Regions from separate parts of the Sus scrofa genome. Here region 2 is linked to region 1. A link is a contact called in public Hi-C data. All regions are on one chromosome and are shown on one strand. The core of a region is the stretch at or near the end of the contact, and the rest is flanking DNA. Distances in the headings are between cores, read along the strand shown. Region 1 holds the start of ACOX1 (acyl-CoA oxidase 1, palmitoyl). Region 2 holds the start of WBP2 (WW domain-binding protein 2).

Region 1 (3,663 bases), core at 152-2,651:
GAAAAAAGGTCAGTTTTCAAGAGTAGGACCAAGGCATGTTTTATGAGGTGTCTATTCACTCACATAAGAGCCATTTAAACACCGTTACCAGATTAAAAAATGCTGAATCCTTATATCCATTCTGAGGTTTGACTCAAGTTCTTTTTCATCCATCCCTATTTTCCATTATTAAACTCAAGAGCTACACTATCATGTGAAAATACAATCTGTTATTGCTCTAAAATATTTAAATGTTTGGTCTTTGCAGCTGAGAAAAAAAATTCCTTCCCAATTTAGCTTCTAGATTCAGCAGGCCTCCTTCTTACAAACAGCAAAGTCATTCTGCATTTAAATCACTCAAAATTGACACACGTGGACAGAATTTGTATGATTCTTGAAATCCTATTACAGCATCTCCATTATAAGCTTTGTACAAATGTCATCCACTGAAAAGGCTTAAATGTAAGCGGAAACCTTATTTCTCATACTTACAACTTTAAAGTGGTGTGAAAATATGCCAATTTGAGTCTTCAAACGCCAAACAAGAGAAAAAGGACACCACAGATTGTGGCTTTAGTTTGGGCTTGGGCACTTGATGTAAACTAAGACACACGTACCTTTTTTTGGGGGGGGGGGTCTTTTTTGTCTTTTTAGCGCCACACCAGCTGCATATGGAAGTTCCCAGGCTAGAGGTCAAATTCGAGCAGCAGCTGCAGACCTGCAACAGCTCACTGCAACTCCTGATCCTTAACCCACTCAGGGAGGCCAGGGGTCCAACCTGCATCCTCAGGGATACTAGTCGGGTTAGTTACCTCGGATCCTCCACGGGAAAGCTCCGCATACCTACTTTTTAAACCACAGGATTTCATCTGGGTCTGCGAGGCCAAACTCCCTTATCTTCTTCACCGTGGTGGCGCTCTTCTTAACAGCCACCTCGTAACGCTGGCTTCGACTGAGGAAGTTCAGGTCCTCATGCTGCAGGTCTGGGTCACTCAGAATCATGTTTTCTGGAAAAGAATGATAGGGTATCAAGAGAAACACAGATTCAAGGCTCTGTTACAGCTCCCCGGATCACAGCAGGTTTCGGACTTACGGGTACAGATCCCCTCTCAGGATGGGCGATTCCCCCGCCACAAGCATCTCTAAAAGTGTGGGGAGGGGGTTTCCCGGTTCCCCTAAAGCTGAGCCGGAGGTTGCGGCCTACGCCTCACAGCCGCTCTGACTCCTCCCGGTGGGAGTCTCAAGCTTTGCTCCGGGAAGGGCGGGGAGGGAGGCCCGGCCCGCCGTCCTCACCGATCTCTCGGCGGCGCCGGGTATTCTCTGGACTGCCGTCCAGGACGTGTGTGAGCAGCTCCGGGTTGAAGCTGGCGGCGGCTCGCTCCTTCTGTAGGTCCTGGTTCATGGTGACAGCCAGCAGAGGCAGCGGAGGTCGGGGAGGCGGCGGAGACAGCAGCAGCGAGGGCAGCACCAGCGGGTTATCTGCACCTCCAGCGCGGCGCCAGCCCTAAGGGCCGCCCAGGACGGCGCGAGTCCCCGCCCCCGCTCGCCTCCGCCCGCCCGGGCCCGCCCTTTCTCCCGCGCCGCGTGACTGCCGCGGCCGAGGCGGAGGAGGCGCCAGTGAGAGCCTCGGGGCGGGTGAGTCCCTGCCTCTCGGCGAGAGGAGCCTCAGAGCGGCCCCCGGGCAAGGGGGTGCCCGGAAGAAGGTCGAGAAACTGCAGAGGGGGGACAAGCCGGGAGCTCTCGGTAACCTAACCCCTCACCCGTCACGTGATCACGCTGGGCGGAAAGAGGCAACGTGAAGCCCCCCCGACGCCCTGACAGGTTAGCGACGGGCGGGGAAGGGGCGGGGCACCGCGTCGGAGGAGGACTGCGCCTGCGCCTTGGGACCTGCCCGCCCCGCCGCTTCGGGGTCCGTCCGCTAAAGGCCTCCCCGGAAACGCCGGTGGCCGGAACCTCTAGGGCTGCGGGCGATGCGCCTGTGGGCCTTGCGCAGTTGCTGGGGGAGGTCGTAGGATTCCGCGAAACTATCCAAGGTTGGAGGAAAAAAGGAAAAGACGGGGTCCAAAGTTGCACCGGGGAGAGGCTCCAGCTGTCTTTTGTTAAGATAATGGTATCTTTGCTGCCGGAGGCAAGGGCTGCGAGGAGCTGGGTGTGGAATTGCAGGTGCTTCCCCCCACCCACCGTTTCTGGGTGGGTGTGGACTTGGAGTGAGACTTAGAACTGTGTGTTCACAGGTCTTGGAATCCAGACTTTTCTGTTTCACAATTATCGTCGTCATCAAAGAACTAGTGTAGGAGGATTTGTAATGAAAAGCTCAAGTTGCCTATCCTCAGAAACAGCCACTGTCAACCAGTCGTGGTTTTTTATTTTGATCCCTAAAGAATTGCTCAGTAAAATACTTAACATGCTATTGAATGATTTGCTTATTTTAGTTACTTTTTGACTTCATGCCAGGGTGATCAGGTAATGGCACACTACACATCTGTATCTTTCATCTACCTTTGTAACAACATAACTAATGCCCTTTAAAAAATAAATAAAAATAAATTAAAAACTGTACACTTGCAAGCTGTTCCTTATTGCATCAGTTTTTAGTAACAGTCCTGGCAATAAGTACGGTGAGTGAGGCATTCACCTCAGACAAAAGGGAGCACCAAAAAACGAATCAAGATTAGTAGTTAGGAGTTCCCGTCGTGGCGCAGTGGTGAACGAATCCGACTAGGAACCATGAGGTTGCGGGTTCGATCCCTGCCCTTGCTCAGCGGGTTAACGATCCGGCGTTGCCGTGAGCTGTGGTGTAGATTGCAGATGAGGCTCAGATCCCGCGTTGCTGTGGCTCTGGTGTAGGCCAGTGGCTACAGCTCCGATTGGACCCCTAGCCTGGGAACCTCCATACGCCGCGGGAGCGGCCCAAGAAATAGCAAAAAGACAAAAAAAAAAAAAAAAAGACTAGTAGTTATTTTAATAAGACATTTAAAAAAGTCAAAATGCAGGAAAATCTATGATGAATAAAACACAAAAAGTTGGAGTTCCCATCGTGGCTCAGCAGTTAGTGAACCAGACTAGTGTCTATGAGGACTCGGGATCGATCCCTGGCCTTGCTCAGCAGGTTAAGGATCCGGTGTTGTCTGTTGCAGTGAACTGTGGTGTAGGTCCCAGACTTGGCTCAGATCCCTAGTTGCTGTGGCTGTGGCATAGGCCAACAGCTACAGCTCCGATTGGACCCCTAGCCTGGGAACCTCCCTATGCCGCAGGTGCGGCCCTAAAAAACCAAAATTTTAAAGAGACAGAAACATTATTACCGATTGTTCTTTTTGGCTCAGGTTCCAATGTACCTGGGCAAGTCATGGATAACTGATGTTGTTGTTAATACCCCCGGCATTAAACTATTTGTTTGGCTACCGTGTCTTCCTCTTGTCAGAAGCTGGCTCTGGGAGTTCTCGTCGTGGCTCAGTGGTTAACGAATCCGACTAGGAACCATGAGGTTTCGGGTTTGATCCCTGGCCTCACTCAGCAGGTTAAGGATCCAGCATTGCCATGAGCTGTGGTGTAGGTGACAGACACAGCTCGGATCCCGTGTTGCTGTGGCTCTGGCATAGGCCGGCAGTTACAGCTCTGATTGGACCCCTGGCCTGGGAACCTCTATATGCAGTGGGTGTGGCCCTAGAAAAGACAAACAAACAA
Region 2 (3,501 bases), core at 101-2,600, 110 kb before region 1:
TGATTTCAAGACAATGAGGTTCAAGTTCATACGGCTCCGTGTGTCTTCGTTCCCCTCCCAGATGACACAGCTTCCTTCACAGGGGAGAGGTGAGTGGGGAAAAGGACTGGAACCAGAAAAGAGCAGCAGAGCTCAGAGAAAAGAGGTCATTGCCAGGAAGAGTCGGACCTGGCAGACCCTGGGCAGGTGAGATGGAGGAAAAGTCAGTATTCTGAGGTCTGGGGCTCCCTAGGAACCTCCTCTGACTCATCAAGCTTTCCAAGGCGACAGCTCTGGGTTGGGTACTGCCTTAGCCAGCTATAGGCTCTGGTCCCACCAAACCTCGTCTGGGGGCTCAGATTCCTCTGCTCCTTCAAGAGGCGCTTTAGGGTCAGCCTAGCTCAACCAGAGCTGGCTGGTCTCATTCTCAATGCCGTCCAAGGAGAGAGAAAACTGACTGCGGATGGATAGGAAGAACCTTGATGTGGAAGACCTCTCTCTGGGAGTGATCCAAGCCAACAGGAAATCAGTAACCTGTCTGTCTGTCTGCAAAGACAGAGCTTTACAGAAAATGTTTTCGACATATGACAAATATTAATTACGTAATTTCACTTCTGGGCCTCGGTTTCCTATCTGGAAACTGAGCAGTTCCGGAATATACCGGAAGGCTACATACTGACAGTTAAGCCTACTGACTCTGGAATCAGACTCCTCTCCTGGTACTTTCAGCTCTGTGATTTCAGGCAAGTTACTTAACCTCTCCGTGCCTCACTATCTCGGCATGTAAATGCGTAGAGTAATAGCATCTGCCGAACAGGGCTCATGTACTTAAGCAGGTAAAAGAGGCGCCATCTCTGACTCATAGTAGCATAGTAAATACCCACGAAATGGTAATTATTTTTTGCCAAAGGCTCTCCCCATTTCTAAAGTCACCTACTCTGGGAAAAGGGCTCAAGAACTACCCGCAGGCCCCATGTGTCTCTCCGTACCCGGTCCCCGTCCAGCCGCCCCACCCTCACCCACAGCTGATCGCTACACCCCCGGCGGCTCCCTCACGACCCACCCACCTTCCTCCACCCCGCCCCCAGCCGTTACCCCCCATCCCCCCGTCAGGTCCCGTCTTCACGGGTTTACTTCCCACCGTCGACCGCCCAGCGCCTACACCCTCCACAACCGCCCTGCGGTTCTCCAGGGTCCTTGCGCAGTGTTTTCACCTCTCGGTGTTGTTGACGATCACTCCGCCGCCCTCCGAGTGATTCTTGTTGAGCGCCATGGTCTCTCGGAAAAGGGTCCCGAGACTCGACTCGAAACGCAGTGCGCTTGCGCCCTTCTTTGGCCCCGCCCCTAGTGGCGTCGTTCGTATTAGAGTCAGCCAATCACAGCTCTTGCGCGGAGGTTGGCCCTACCACCTGATCCGGCCATCACGTGCTAATAGTTTACTCCCGCTCCCCTCCCCGCTAGTTTCGCCTGCATCACAAACAAGTTCGAGACTACAATTCCCAGAAGCACTGCTCGCCCACCTCGACCTCTCCCTAGGCTAGTGGACGGACGCATGCTGGAACTTGTAGTCTCACAGACTCTAGGCGTGGATTGACTCCACTAATTGCATAACTCATCAGCTTGCGCACTTCCCACCCTCTTCCACCCAGTCGACCAAAGGACTGAAATAAACAGTTGCGCGAGTCACAGAGGAGTTAGTCATAAAGGCCCTGGACGTGAAGGCTGCTGTGTGCAGCGGTGACCGTTTACTGGGGCACCTTCTTTCAGCCCACGAATGTTTATTTTCTTATTTTTATTTTTTAGGGCCGCACCTGCGGCATATGGAGGTTCCCAGGCTAGGGGTCCAAGTGGAGCTGTAGCTGATGGCCTACGCCACAGCTCACAGCAACAACAGAGCCCCACCACTGAGCGAGGCAGGGGATCGAACCTGCCTCTTCATGGACACTAGTTCGGCTTGTCAACCACTGAGGCATGATGGGACTCCCCACAAACGTTTAGGGAACGCTTTCTACATGACTTTGTCCCTCCTTCCCCCGCAGCCCAACCCACTTAAGTAACCGCTGAGATATATAGATGAGTGCAGGACCCAGTCTTTGTTCCAGGATGTGATGGGCTGGCTGACTGGCAGAAGGGAATCCGGAAAAACTGCCTTCTCTTCCAGGAAATCAAAGCCACACCCTCCGAGGTGGGCGGTGAGACTCACCGCGCTGGGAGAGGAACCTGGGTCCAGCGGCCACACCTCACCGCCGCCTCCACCACAGCTGGCCTCGCGTGGCGCTGCTCCCTCTAGAATGTTCAGGCTTTGCAATTGGGCTCCCCAGCATTTTCCAGGCCAGAAGATTTAAACCAGAATTCAAGTAACTGAATGGATCTGGGCACAATGCAAGACGGGGAGCTTACAAAATAGGGCTGATCATCGTGACCCAGCACTACTACCCCCTCGGGGGGGGCGGGGGGGGAGCCCCTGTGGTTGTGTAAACTCCCCCACCTCTGAGGTGAATCTTTGTGGGAAATGTGGGAGGGGGGTGTCCCACCTGGCAGTGCTGGTGCATCTTTAATCTTAAGTGATCAGAGTTGGATTTTAAGCAGACAGCTGATTTCCTGACAGATAGTGTCCCACGGTGGGATCCACCTGCCTAATTTTCCTTTTGAGTCAGATTCCCTAGGTGAAGGATGAAAAACTAGAAAATATTATGAAACAGGGACCAGCCCCTGGAGGTCTTGTGCAAAACCAAGTTGGACCTTGCAGAATACGTGCAAGGAAGAAGTGCATCATGGACATGATAAAATCTGCCCTGAAAGGTTAGGTTAATTTCTCTACATGCAATCTTAGCAGTGGTGGAAAGAATGAAGTCAGGAGTTCCCTGGTGGTGCAGCAGACTGAGGATCAGACATTGTCACTGCTGTGCCACAAGTTTGTCTTTTATTTTTTTCCTAGGGCCACACCCATGGCACATGGAGGTTCCAGGCTAGGGGTGAAGCCGGCCTACCTCACAGCTCACGGCAACGCCAGATTCTGAACCCGTGAGCGAGGCCAGGGATGGAACCTGCAACCTCATGGTTCCTAGACGGAGTCCTTAACCACTGAACCACGATGGGCACTCCCCTGTGGTGCAGGTTTGATCCTTGCCCCAGGAGCTTCTCCATGCCACTGGGTAGGGCCAAAAAAGAAAGAATGAGGTCAAATTCTCTGTGCTGATATGGAAAGAGTGCTAAACGGAGTTCCCGTCATGGCGCAGTGGTTAATGAATCCGACTAGGAACCATGAGGTTCGATCCCTGGCCTCGCTCAGTGGTTAAGGATCTGAAGTTGCTGTGAGCTGCGGGGTAGGATGCTATGGCTCTGGCGGAGGCCAGCAGCTGTAGCTCCAACTGGACCCCTAGCCTAGGAACCTCCATATGCTGTGGGTGCCACCCTAAAAAAACAAACGAAAAAGAGTGCTAAGGTTTGTCAGGACAGAGTGGTGAATACATATACTTCCACATCTAAGTCTAGATATTACATTTTGGAAAGATCCACCAG

Evidence for each region. A called contact is a pair of places that touch in the nucleus more often than the background predicts.
Region 2: a contact with region 1 is called in a Hi-C map of liver, with 3 times the contacts expected there. The contact joins the promoter of WBP2 here to the promoter of ACOX1 in region 1. A contact is called at or near these places in 1 of 5 promoter capture datasets (liver), 3 of 47 Hi-C or Micro-C datasets (blood, liver and retroperitoneal adipose tissue) and 2 of 2 datasets of contacts at active chromatin or transcription factors (alveolar macrophages and skeletal muscle).

Annotation. Positions count from the first base shown.
Region 1 is chr12:5,449,012-5,452,674 of Sscrofa11.1, reverse strand. ACOX1 (acyl-CoA oxidase 1, palmitoyl) reads right to left here and starts at 1,401. Exons shown (of 14, transcript NM_001101028.1): 1 at 1,273-1,401; 2 at 827-986. The coding sequence starts at 1,381. It overlaps TEN1 (CST complex subunit TEN1), which reads left to right and starts at 1,535. Exons shown (of 4, transcript XM_003131187.4): 1 at 1,535-1,800.
Region 2 is chr12:5,562,961-5,566,461 of Sscrofa11.1, reverse strand. WBP2 (WW domain-binding protein 2) reads right to left here and starts at 1,350. Exons shown (of 9, transcript XM_003131191.5): 1 at 1,194-1,350. The coding sequence starts at 1,252.